Linked DNA regions of Mus musculus: region 1 is linked to region 2. The links are chromatin contacts, called in public Hi-C maps. All regions are on one chromosome and are shown on one strand. The core of a region is the stretch at or near the end of the contact, and the rest is flanking DNA. Distances in the headings are between cores, read along the strand shown. Region 1 has its middle 9.6 kb from the start of Timp2. Region 2 overlaps Cyth1 (cytohesin 1).

Evidence for each region. A called contact is a pair of places that touch in the nucleus more often than the background predicts.
Region 1: a contact with region 2 is called in a Hi-C map of the N1E-115 cell line, with 4 times the contacts expected there. The contact joins two enhancer-like sites. A contact is called at or near these places in 1 of 15 datasets of contacts at CTCF or cohesin (the NIH/3T3 cell line), 7 of 484 Hi-C or Micro-C datasets (the N1E-115 cell line, embryonic stem cells and neutrophils), 2 of 115 datasets of contacts at active chromatin or transcription factors (microglia and pancreatic cancer cells) and 1 of 9 other capture datasets (embryonic stem cells).

The regions. Positions count from the first base shown.
Region 1 is chr11:118,361,688-118,368,348 of GRCm38.p6, reverse strand. No RefSeq gene overlaps it. Among named protein-coding and RNA genes, the nearest start is that of Timp2, 9.6 kb to the right of the region's middle. Within about 2 kb of position 3,013, at least 102 of the 459 cell types and tissues checked have an H3K27ac peak or open chromatin away from gene starts, as enhancers often do. A contact at or near this core is called in the N1E-115 cell line, where this site is marked.
Region 2 is chr11:118,208,253-118,215,055 of GRCm38.p6, reverse strand. All of the region lies in intron 1 of Cyth1 (cytohesin 1), which reads left to right. Among named protein-coding and RNA genes, the nearest start is that of Cyth1, 37 kb to the left of the region's middle. Within about 2 kb of position 5,330, at least 65 of the 459 cell types and tissues checked have an H3K27ac peak or open chromatin away from gene starts, as enhancers often do. A contact at or near this core is called in the N1E-115 cell line, where this site is marked.

The DNA.
Region 1 (6,661 bases), core at 1,764-4,263, 160 kb before region 2:
TTAGCTCTCAACCCTGTGTCCCATCCCTTCCACCCCAGCTCTCCACAGCCAGTGTCTCAGGAGTGGACTTCAGTGAGTCTTTCTTGTGTGGATTCCTCCACCCAGCATCGTGTTCTTTTCTTCTATGTGTGTGTAGTATTGGGGGTGGAGCCCAGAGTTTTGCTAAGTAAGCCAAACTGGCCTCAACGCCACAATCCTCCTGTCTCAACCTCCCGAGTACTGGGGATATGCGTGTTAGCCATCACATCTGCCTTGGCCTAGTATTTTTGAAATTCATTCATGGAACACACATAAGAACTTCACTCTCACGGCTCCATAACAATCTCTTGAATGGATACACTCATCTGTCCACTATTTGATAATGTACTGGCTGGTTTTGTGTCAACTTGACACAAGCTGGAGTTATCAGAGAAAGGAGCCTCCCTTGAGAAATGCCTCCATGAGATCCAGCTGTAAGGCATTTTCTCAATTAATGATCAAGGTGGGAGGGCTTAGCCCACTGTGGGTGGAGCCATCCCTGGGCTGGTGGTCCTGGGTTCTATAAGAAAGCAGGCCGAGCAAGCCAGGGGAAGCAAGCCAGTAAGAAACATCCCTCCATGGCCTCTGCATCAGCTCCTGCTTCCTGACCTGCTTGAATTCTAGCCCTGACTTCCTTTGGTGATGAACAGCAGTATGAAAGTGTAAGCCGAATAAACCCTTTCCTCCCCAACTTGTTTCTTGGTCATGATGTTTGTACAAGAATAGAAACCCCGACTAAGGCAGATGGACAGTTTTTAAAGATTTATTTATTTTTATTTTTATTTTTACATGTATAGGTGTTTTGCATACATGTGTGTTTGTTTACCATGTACATACAGTATCAGAAGAGGGTGGATTCCCTGGAACTGGATTTTTGCGAGTCACTATGTGGTGCTGGGGACATGTGCTGTTGTTAATTAACCTACTTTGATCTCCCCAGCAGCGGCAGTGTGAGTTCCTCGATAACGCCCCAATATTGTGGATTCTCAGATAAAAGACACACATGCAGCTTATATTTAATATGCCTTAATCAGCTCAAGGGCTGGGCACTCCCAAACTTCCACGTTGCTGACACCTCCCCGCCGATACTCCTGAGTTATTACTTATTAAAGATATTTCATCTTTGCTACCCTAGACACCCAGCTGGGGGGAGGGGGCTGAAGCTGTTCTTGCCCGGCTCTTACATGATTGTAAGCTTTCTCTTCTGCCACTTTCAAGCCTGGATCTTATCCCTTTCCTGCCATAGCAATCCCTTTCTCTTCTTCCTTTGCTTTTTGCCTAGGAATCCTAAAAGTCCCGCCTCTGTTTCGCTGCCCAACCATTGGCCTCCAGCAACTTAATATTTACCAATCAAAGCCAACTGATGCTGTGGACCCTCAGTGTCTTAAGTGCAGACGTGCGAATTCCTGTAATTTTGGGAACCCAATTAACAATACAAGCAATAAACCAAATCACAACAGAGAACTGAGTTCAGGTCTTCTGCAAGAGCAGCCAGTGCTCTTACCCGCTGACTCATCTCCCCAGCTGAGGTGTACTTTGTGGCTGTCTGTTTTCTGTTTGGGGCTTTTTCAGACAAAGTATCACTACGTAGCCTTCCCTAGACTCAGACTCAAAGAGATCCACTTGCCTCTGCTTTCTGACTGCTGGCTGGGTTTAATGGTATGGTCCTGACGGACATTTTTGATGGGGAAATTTGGGGCTGTGGTGACTCCAACCATTCACGTTTCCACATCTCGGGACAGTGCTCACAGTGGCGACTGCTTTATGTCACTGCCCTTCAGAACAGCAGACAGAGCTCTTGCCGCCCTGGGTCCAGAGGAGAGAGAGGATGGTTATGAAAGCCGGACTGTCTCAGCCATAGATCTGTTGTGTTTCTCCCTCTGCAAACCAGGCCAAGGGTCACAGTTGCATCCTTGAGTCTGTGAGTCAAGTCCCCCTTCCCCTCCTGCTCTTGTTTTCCTTCTCAGATCACAGAGAATCTGAAAGCAGTCCTTTCCCTGGCAGCCAGCATCATGAGAGCAGCAGCCAAGACACACCTTCCAGATGACCCTCCAGCCTGGAGCAGCCAGGACACACCTTCCAGATAACCCTCCAGCCCAGAGCAGCTGCCTGCTCGTGGTTTAGATTTCCCTCTCTACCAGGGCCGGAGAGATCAGAGGCCTTGGGAATGGGGCTGCACACAACCTTCTGGGAACACACCTCTCTCAAATTTCAGGAACAGGGTCAGAAAGTATGGAGCTTCCTCCAGGGCTGAGCTTTGAGAGCATCTTCCATTCTGAAAGAGTCCAAGGGGGCTATTGTTTCCTAGACCGGCTATCGGGCTATCGTGGCTCAAGTGTTTTCCTTCCCACCCAGGGGCCTCCTGAGGGGACATTCTGATCTCTCTAGAATGCTGCTCTTTCCGACCAGTGCAGACCCACTCAGGTGGAGAACAGGCCTTGGAGAAGAAAGAATTGCAAGGAAGGATTTGAACTAAGAGTGTTGGTGGAGTTGGAGGGACAGTGGTACCAGGTCATGGACTTGCCTGGAAAGCACACGAGGACAAGGCAGGTGGGGCAGAGCCATGCTGGGAAGTGGGAGGAGCCACACCAGGTAGTGGGAGGAGCCATGCTAGGTAGGCCATGAGGGGAGTGCACACACACACACACACACACACACACACACACACACACATTTTTTTTTCCAAAGGGAACTATGATATCTGGTATTTACTACAAAAGAACTTCCAATGGATAGACAACAGGGCAACCAGACTGGCTAATGTGATACTTGGCAGCCATTATCTTAGAAATGAACCCTCGGTGTCTCCTACGGTCTGGTCATGGGTGAGCCAAGGTCAGTGGCTCAAGTGATGACAGTGAGCCGGGCTTCACCACTGCCTGCTGCCAGCTGAACCCCCACCCAGGTTCAGGTTCAACAGGAACCCTCAGCTCTGAGTAATGAATACGCCTGCCTCTCCGAGGGAACATGTGTTTCCAATCTTTCTGCTCAGCAGTGAGTCACCACCAACAGCTGCTGCAGGCTCCCCGCACCAAAGCTCATCTCAGACCCTGCTGACCGCTGGCTCCACCCCACTCCCCTCCTCACAGCCAGCCTGGCTCCTGGGCCCTGGCCTTACACATCCAGCACACTGGCTCTCCAAGTGTGCCTACCCAGCTATCTGGAGGACTCTGCCTCCAACCCCTGAACCATTATTTCTCCCAGGCAGCAGCCTTCACCCCTCACTTGGGCCCCTACAAGGCTCTAGGCAACACCATTGGATGGAGCCTGTTATACTCTGTATTTCCTGTGTGTGTGTAGGCCAGAGGTCAACATTGGGATGTCTTTTTCAAGACTCTCCCCCTTATTTTTTTGAGGCAGAGTCTCTCGCTGAACCTGGAGCTATTGGTTCGGGTAGACTGGCTGGCCACACAACCCCAGAGATAAAGCCTGACTCTGCCTCCCCAGTACAAGGCTTGCAGGCACAGCCACCACGCTCTGCTCTTACATAGGATCAAATTCACTTTACCTACTGAGCCATCTTCAAAGCCCATGCCTTTTATTTCCTACTGAGCGGTGGTCTGTGCCACACAAGAGGACAGAGATCCTGCTTATCTGTAGCCCCAGCTTCAGAACAGCCTTGGCACATGGCTTGTGTGCCCAAGAAATACTTTTGAGCAAATGAACTACAACCTTAAGAGACATTCACCCAGAGGCTGGCCTGGTGGTACATACTTGTAACCCCAGTGCTCTGGAGGCAGCTGGATCTCTGTGAGTTCATGGCCAGTCTGGTTTGCAAAGTCAGTTCCAAGCCAGCCAGGGACCCTGTCTCAACAAAACAAAGTAAAAGAAATATTCAGTGGATTGGGAGGATAGACCTGTGAACAAGTCAGCTGTGAGACAAGCCACAGCAGTCTAAAATAAGGCCACTGTGGTAGGTCACTGGGCACAGTCCTTTTTTATCCCTCATCAAGCCACTCTCTGTCACCATGCCATCCCAGGTCTGGGACTGGGACAGTCTCTATCGTGTTCAGATGGCCAGGATTTTAGGTGGAAGAGTGTGAGGGCTGAGCGGGCTCCACGGGGAAGAGATATTTAATGGGGCCACCAAGAATGACTAGAGGGACATGTCCCAGACATTCCCTGCTTTCCCACAGCACCAAAATTATAGCACAAATGACCAGGTGCTAAGGCAGAGCCCACAGCATCCTCCTGCCTCTGCAGGGACCCCAGCAGGGATTCTGTGCTGGAAGCCGTGGTCACCCTGAGTTTCCCTGACTTTACCTGTGAGCACAGTGGCACAGCTCTGCAGCCAGGAGAAGCAGAGAAGGGGGCTGAGGAGGCAGGATGACTAGCTTTCACCTGTGTTCCCGGGTCACAGGACACCAGGACAGAACCAGATGACAGGGTCTGTCACAGGGCGCATTTCTACCCAGGAAGCTCCAGGCACAAATGGATACCACTGTCCTGAGTGGTTCCTCTTGCCTTTGATGCCGAACAGCCCTTTATAGCTGAGGGAGAGCTGAGCAGGCTGTAGCAAAGCAGAGAGATGCTGGATCTGCACTTCAGACAGCAGAGGAGATGCAGGACACCATGCCTCCCTTCCCAGGAAACCTCGCTCCCCCTCTTCTTCCTCATCGCTTTGCTAGGATGAGACCCACCCCAAGCCTGGTCCTTCTGCCCCTGGAGAGAATAGGGCTGACTTTGCATCTAGCCCTGTGTGCACTCCTGGCTGAGGGGTGGTGACACAGGGATGCTACAGCATCTCCAGAAAGAAGAAAGGGAAGGGAGGCTGGTCAGGAGCGCAGAAAGGAAAAGAGGACCTGGGAGATGCAAGGGGTGGGTTCTCTACACAGCCTTACCATGCTGTAGCACTCAGCGCTGCTGGCCTGCAGCTCACCACAGAGCCCAGCCTCCCTTCTGTTTGGATTAGGTAATGACATCATGGCCAAAGGCTGTCACTCCCCAACACCAAAGGAAGCAGAGGATGGTGGTGGTGGCGGGGGAAACCCGAGCCTCTTGAGCCTCCCATCCGGGACTAGAGAGACTAGCCAGACTAGCTGACTAGCGGGCCAGGGAACCTGAAACCACCACCCTCAGGCAACCCCTGCTGAGCTGGGCAGCAAGCTCTGGGGTCCCTCACCCCTCCCTGCCTGCTGAGGCTGCTTCCTGGGGAAAGGCAGAGCAGAGGGGCGAGGGTTCCCATCACAACCCGCTCCTCATGAGCAAAAGCACATGACCACATGCCCAGGGCCAAGAGGAAATAGCCTGGGCATGAGGAAATGAGAGCAGCCAGGGGCGTCCACTCCCTGCATCAGCTACATTCCTCAGTGCTTCACTGAACTGGTCTAGAGGGTCCCAGAGAGCCCAGGAGGGACAGGGTGGGGGGACCAGAGGAGGGATGGGGTTAAGGGAGGTGGAGGGGGTAGACAGGGGCCGGGGGCTGAAGGGGGGCCAGAGGAGGAGAAGGGGAAGCCAGAGACTTTTAAGAATCCAAAGCCACAGCAGCCTGCTCTCCAAACCCCTCTCTTTTCTGGGAAAAGGGCAGAGATCCCTGGCTTTGCCTCCTTCTTAGGATGGAAGCCCCAAGGAAGAGAGAGGAGGGACCTGGCCCCTGCAGAGTCCCTCCCTGTGACACCAGCCTGTGCACAGGCTGAAGCTGGGCGGTCACTGTCAAGTCAGCCTTCCTCTGGGATGCTGGCCCATCCAGCATAGTTCAGATGTGGCAATTCTTTGGGGCCAAGCATCACAAGGCTTCCTGTTCCCCACCAGGACACCCTCCCTCTCTCTACCCACCCCTTCCTCTCTCCATCCATCCCTCCTCCCTTCCAGTCTGAAGTCCCCCTACCAACATGGGTGGGGGCAGGACTGTCACTATGATATGAAGTTATGCCTTACACAAGGCTGCCTGCAGGTTGGCTATGGAATGCTGTGTTCACAGGCTTATGGGATGCACACCTGGGAAAGGGGAGCCATATTGTGGGAGATGCCAAGCCCCCCTCTCTTTAAAGATGAATGGGACAGGATAACAGGAAAGCCAAAGTGAAAGGAGCGGCGGGCCAAGCAAACATCACCTAAAAGCGGGTACTTGATGAGCTATGGCCAAGGCCTTCCCACTGCCATAGAGGGAAGAGTTCTAAAGCTGGGGGAGGGGTGTCCTGTCACTGACAACCTGCACCCTCGCCTGATCCCACCCACCCCCAGCTCCTGATACCCAGATGCCTCGGATGCCTCAGTGAGCATCCTTTCGGATTAGAGGCATTCAGTGTCACACACAGAGACGACAGGAACCTACCTTACCAGGCCTGGCTCTGTAAGTTAATCATATCTCCTATCTTCCCTGTGTCCCTGACCAGGGTGGATAGTGTGGAACAGGACTCCCACCTGGGCCTCCAGGTCCCTGGTTCGTTCCTAAGCGGAGTGTTACTTGCTCGTCAGAGCAGAAGCCGCTCTCCAACATTCTGTTGCTTGCTTTACTCAGAGCCAAAAATCTGTAGCCATTTCTTCCTCTGAATCCACTAGTCAATCAGTCAGTCCGTCGATCAAATTTACCATCTATGAGTTCCAGCATGCACACGGGACAGTATTTGTGTGAGGGCCAGAAGTTCTCAGCCTCTATCCTAAGGAAGCTGAGTCTCCTCTCGTCAATGCTGCTCTGCTGTGT
Region 2 (6,803 bases), core at 4,081-6,580:
GCTGCATCAGAAACCAGGAAGGGGACACTACCCAGTGCAGTGTGCAGCTTCACTGTGGCCACCATCAGAAAGAATAGCCGGGGCTGATGTCCTCCAGAATCCTTGAGCAAGGCTGAGCAACCTGGCACAGTGTTCAGGGTGGCAGATGACCAGTTGGTAAACTCAGGCAATAGACCACTTTGAGCTTGTCTTCCTTGGGAGCAATTTACTCTAGTTTTATATTAGTGTTGCTTGTGACAATGCAGGATTAGGAATAAATGTAGATCAAACAACAGTGCCCTTTACACACAGGAACACAAATTCCCACAAAGTCCACAATGACCATTGTAATCCTGAGCGGATGAGCACTGCTGGAGGGTGTGGGCATCCACACCTGGTGTCAGCACACACTACAGGGCAGCAGCAGCAGCCCACACAGTGGATGTTGTCACACAGGAACCGAAGCACAAGTAGGAACCCAGAAGTCACATAGCTGCAACCAACTGACTGAACAAAAATACCAGTGTTGGTGCCAGAGAAACTAGGTGCTCACATATGAAAGAATGAAACCCGACCCTTCTCTCCATCATAAACAGTCAACTCCAGATGACCAAAGACCTGAATAAGAATAAAAAATACAAAACTAATAGAAAACGTAGGGCAGCACTGTAAGATGTTATAGATAACGATACTGTGGCTAGGAGCCCCAAACAAAGGCAAAAACAGACCTGTGCAATTTATCAAACTAAAAAACTTTTGAGAAAAATATGTAAGCTGTGTAGAATATAATATCCAATGTACAAGGAGCCACATAGAAGAAACCTAATTAATTTCTGCATCTTAGAACTTGGGAGGTGACGCAGGAAGATGAGAAGTGAGGTCATCTCCAGCTATGCAGGGAGTTTGAGACCAGCTTAGACTACATGAGGCTATCTAAAACAGATGTAGAGACAACGGAAGAACAGAGAGCAGGAGATTGAAATAGAGCTTGAAAGAAGCAATACAAATAGCCACAGATGCACTGGGCATGCGTTAGGCCTGTATGTAATTCTAGCACTTCACAAAGCTTAGGTAAGGGCATCGTGAGTTCAAGGCTAGTCTGGCCTATAAGGCAAGGCTCTGTCTCAAGCAACCAAAAAAACAAAAAAACCACAAAGCCTGGCAACAAAAATGACCAAAGTATTTAAAATGCTCGGTACCATTCGATCATTGGGGATGTTGATCATAGGGGATGATGCCAGAAGAAAGCCCTGAGGACACAGGTACGTAGTGTGGCATTACTGCAGATACTGTGGCGGCTCCTTAAAGACCAAGGCAGCCTTGTATATCAAGCACTTTACCTGGGAAACTATCTGGATGGCCTGGTTTATTATTACTTACTTAGGTTTTTCAAGGCAAGATTTCTCTGTGTGGCCCTGGCTGTTCTGGAACTTCCTCATAGCACAGGCTGGCCTTGAACTCAGAGATCTAACTGCCTCTATTTTCCAAGTGCTGGCATGCACCATCACACCTGGCTTCCTGATTTTTTATTATTACTGTTAGTACTATTATTTACATGTATGTATTTATTGTGCTGAGGTGAGGGGTTTGTGCATGGGAGTGTGGTGGAAGACACTTGTGGAAGTAGGGTTGTCTCCTTCCACCTTCACATGCATTCTTGGGGGTCAAACTCTACCACTGAACCATCTTGCCAACCCTACAGTTTATGATGAGAAGACTTGGCAGTTTTCCATACACATTGAAGGACAAGGAAATACATCACTCCCCTAATTTTGGAGCTAAACATTGTGTATATGGAATTATCGGGTAGACCCTCATAAGCGTGCAGTTATGTATGTGTTAAAAGTACAGAAGTCCCAAAGGGGTTGAAACCGACCTCGTGTGGACTGGGAGAGTGGTCATTGCTTTCTCATCCACGGCCTTGTGCTTGTAGCTGGGGCTGGATAGCGCACTGTGGTGGCCACTGTCTTGTCGTTGTCTGCGGATGGTGATGTGCAGCTTTCTAGCTGGGAGATGACCTGGGAAGACTGAGGAAGTGAGGCAGAAAGAAGCAGCTGCTGCATCCTTGCTTGGGTGAGGGAAAACGGGGTGGGCCCACCGCTGAGCTGGCGAGATGACTCAGTGCTGTTTAACATGCTAGAAGGTGCCTGAGCTTGACCTGGGAACTGGGTGGTGACAGAGGCTGCAGTGGGCTAATTGGTCCCTGTGCCACTAGCCCTTCCTCTGGTAGTCCAGAAGCAGTTCTGAGCTGTCCTAGTGGCTGGACTGTTTCCCCGTAGGTGTTTCCAGCTCCACCCAACCACAGCCCAGGAAACTGCTCTGGGTACTGTGCTGAGTGAGTTACCAGTTCTCCTTCGTGGCCAAGCCCTGCCAGCCTGTCCTGTCCTGAGAAGTCAAACAATGGTTCTTAAAGAAGAAGGGGAGGATGGTGAGTCCCAGCCCCAGATTGGACCCAGGTGCCCGAGGTGGCTGGGGTGGAATTCTGGGGATCTCTTTGGACCCGGGCACAGTCGGAGTATAGTTTTTATCCTGTTCCTTTCAGAAGATCTTTGAGCTGCAGTGTGCTGAGTAAATAAGATTCTAGGGTGTGTGTGTGTGTGTGTGTGTGTGTGTGTGTGTGTGTGTGTGTGTGTGTGAAGGCAAGAGAGTGAATAAATACAAGATTCTAACGATAATCACCCAGGCTTCTCCCAACCTCGGCTTTCCCTTGAGCTCTGTGTGAAACAGTAGATGTTCTTGGTAGCATGCAGCCTTCTGCTTGTTGACTATCTGAGGAGCAGATGGGCCACAGCTCTCAGAACTGTGTACCACAGTGAAGCTGGGCTGGGAAATAAAGACACCCACTGGGTTATGCAGACTAGGTTCGGCATCAACAGTTCTTGCTTTTCTTAAATGAAGTGTAGGCAAAGTAGAGGCTTCCTCTTTCTCGGCTGGGTGAAGACGAAGTCTCCTGGCCTCTGTTGCACTTCCCTCAACTGCCCTCCCACAGGTCGGGGAACAGTGGAGCTGTGATCAGGAGACTCTGGGCAGTCTCCTGCTGTGCCTGGCTTGGCTGCACTGCAGTGTTTCAGCCCTGAGGCAACAAAGGGCAAGTGTCTGTCCAGCTGCAGCCAGTGTGGGTACAAGAGTAAACCTAGGAGATGAGGCCATGCGTCAGAGGACATCTGGCTGTCCCTTTCACTTCCCTCTCCTGGCTTACTGAGCACACACTTGGCTAGAGAGCTCACCCTGGGCAAATCCCCTGAGTGAGAAGGCTGTGCCATCTGTGTTGTAGTACCTTTGCCTTCAAAGAGGGGAATGATAATAGAGGCTGCCACTATGCTGGGGTGAGCTGCCTATTGGGAGCTTTTGTTTCTGAAGGACGAGTCCACATTAGCTCAGGTATTGAGCTCCAAGGGGAACAGTTTTGAGTACAGAGGAGGACACAGAATAAAATGTTAGACTAATCAGAGTGAGACTGCATGGCCAGGCCAGTAGTGCCACATCTTCATGGTTACTGGCTGCTAGTTCCCCATCCAGCTACACACCCAGGTAGGAAGTGTGGTATAGGAGTCATTTGCCCAGAGTGTGGGTACATACCTAAATCCAGGGCTGGGGTGATAGGCCCGGGGTAGGGCCTTCAGTCAGAGCTTTAGGGCTTGAGGGATCAGCTCAGCTCTGCTTTGAATGAACAACACTGAAGGCCACTGCCTCAATTCCCAGCCCCTCCTAGTGCTTCCTACTTGTGACAAGGGAAGGAGCCTTTCGGCCACTGCTAACAAAGATTCTTAAGATGTAGCCACAGAGCAGGGTGGCATTGAGGGTGGTGTAAGGGGAAGGAAAGGAACAGGTGGAGTTTCCTGTGCATAGTCCCAGAGGTCTCCAAGGAGGGCAGTGGGTGCTTCTCATGAAGCCACCTCCCCCAGAATCGCTGTCCCAAGCTGTGCCTGCTCAGTGACGAGGACTTTGGTCAGATGTTCAGAAGGCAGGGCCTTCCGGTACACACGTCAGCCTTGCCCCTTTCACCTTCTTTTAAAACATTGTCTGTCTGTGTGCATGAATGTTTTGCCTGCATGTATGTACATGCACCACATGTGTGCCTGGTATCCTGGGATGACAGAAGAGGGTATTGGATCCCCTAGAGCTGGAATTATAAATGGTCATGAGTCACCATGAGTGCTGGGGGTCAAACTAAGTCCTCTGCTAGAGCAGCAAGTGTCTAAACTGCTGAGCTATCTCCAGCCCTTTACCTCCTTTCTTGCCTGTATCAATCCGTTGCTCTCCAGCACTGCTTGTTTATTTGCCTATGTGAGAATTACTAATATAATTAACTGGGCACTGTTTTCTTAAGTGCCATAGGCTTGCTTCTAGATTAGCTATTTGAGCTGATCTGTTTATATGTAGTCCCATTAATTTGCCACTGAGCCTTCCCTTTAGGATGGAATCAAGACTCCTTAATGTGAGCCCATATTCCTCCCCTCCACGGGATGCAGTAAGGGCGCTCCCTGGGGCTCTCTGGTCTCACTGTGCCCCAGGCCTTGACTTTTGGTGAGCCCACCATCCTTAAGGCTTTTTACCTCATTGGGAGTCATTGCCCTGCCTCTCCATTTGGGAGTTGTCATTAAGTCCTGGATCCAGCTGGCCCCTCTGCAGCATCTCAGCATGTCCTTGGCATGCACAGATGCTGTGCCAGGTTGCTGCTGCCACAGGCTTGCCCGCCTCTCCCCTCTGGCAAGGCTGGGTCTGGAGCTATTTAAGTCCCAGCTCCAAGCACAGGCTGCGCCTGTGGCAGATGCTCAGCAAATGCTCAGATAAGTGAATCTGTAGGCTTCAATAGGAGAGTAAACTGCTAAGGACCGGTCAGGGACCAGGAGTGTGAACCTGGCTGTGGGCGTTGGACCTGTGCCTCATTCATGAACTCTGAGGAGCAGTTTACCAGCAGGGAGCAGTTCAGTCCTGAGCTGTCAAGTTTTTTTTTTTTTTTTTTTAAGTTTCAAAAATATCTGAAGCTATAAAAGGTACTCCAAGGGTATATAAAATCGTATTTATAGGAAAGCACACCAAGTAGAGTTGCATATAGCATCTCCCCAGTGGAACACTAGGCTAAACAGTTCACCTTAATGTTAACGTGGCCTCTGTCCTGGCCCTGCTCAGTTGCTTGCTGCATCTCCGGTGACCTGTTTCCTGGCTTTGGACAAGCAACTTGCTATGTGTTATAAGGAAGACTTCAGGTGCTGGTGCTGTGGACAAATACCTCAGATACTTCTCAGAGTGGCATGTGCGTCCATCTGATGGAACATGTTTGACTTTGTACAAAGCACGCATCAAAGCGTGAAGCTCATGCCAACCATCTACAGTGGCAGTGTTGAAGGGCTTTGCTGTGGTTTGAGCTTCACAGACCTCCCTGCTGAGCACAGCAGGGTCGACAGCACACAGCAGCCATGCACATTTTTCTTCTTAGTGAAGACACCAGTAGAAGCAAGGCCTCCGACCCTGTCTCTGAAGACAGTCAGCCTGGCCCACTGCCTGAGGCTGTCTGCCACCTGCCACCCTTCTTTGGGTGGGGTATGAAAGCCAGGCTAGCTGCAGATGCCCAGGACCCACAGGCCAGTTAGAAAGGAGACTTGGGAGGCAGAGAGTGGAATTAGATTCTAAGAGTCCAGAATTGTGGGAAGAAAGGCAGGCTTGGGTCTGGGGTATCAGGAGCCCTGTTAGCTTGCAGAGTGGTCAGCAAGGACGAAGCTGAAAACTGCAGACGAGTGATCAGGGTAGCTTGGAGGCAGTATGTATGCTCCAGTGTTCAGCCAATGTTCACATGGTTCACAAAACTTGCTGAAATGGGGAGGGAGGCTGCGTACAATTTGCTGTTGGCTACATCAGAAAAGGAGAGTTAGACCTGGAGATATCTGGGCATTTCCACCTTTCATTTTCCCTCTGGACCATGCCAATCTTCCAAAGGCACCTTTACTGAACACAGTGTTCTGGTGTCTGCTCTCCCATCTGTTTCCGGCTCAGCTCTGCTTTCCTCTTAGAATGACTCTAGTGAATGTTGCTTCTGCCCGACTGCCGGGGTCTGCAGCCTCCAGGAGTTTGTGTGATTCCAGCACAGAGCCAGGAATCAGTAGCAGCTTTACAGTCAGTTGTCTGGATCCAGGAAGAGCCTTTGCAGCTACCCAGCCAATCCCTGCTCAGCTCTACAACAGCCATTGCCACGCCCCTAGCCCTAAGAGCGGGTCTCTAATCATTGAGCACCTCACAGCCTAAGTTAACCTAAGCTGGCCTGCTGCTGCTGCTGCTGCTGCGACCCTCTCCTGGCCGTGGAGGTGGTTATCAGCTACCTCTTTGTTTCTCTGCCTATGTATGGCAGGGAGTTATGGGGGCAGGAAATCAAGTCCTGCTACCCTGCAGGTGGGCTGGTGTGGAATGACCCACCCAGCACATTCCTTCCTTTCCTGGGAAAACAAGGAAGTCATATTTTGCCTTAGCCCTGTTTTCTTCACACTTTACAGAGGACTCATGGAAGCTCAACTTACAACCTCAGAGAGAGCTGTAAGTTTCTCTCCAGAGTCAGTGGCTGCTCTGACCCCCTTCTTCTTGGTGCTTGAGCCTGTTTCTCTTTCTTCCTCTGAATCAGGATTCTAAGCAGTGTGTCCATATGAAAAGCCACCGGTGCCACCACAGCAGTGTCACCAAGCAGGAGTTTCCCTAATCATGAACAGTGCTCAAGAATGTCTCTAACACAGAAGAAGGGCTCAGACTCTGGGCAAACGAGCTGGTGGCGTTTCTGCATTTTTTCCTGAGAAACCCCAGCAGGGAAGATTGCATTTCCTGTGGATCCAACTTAT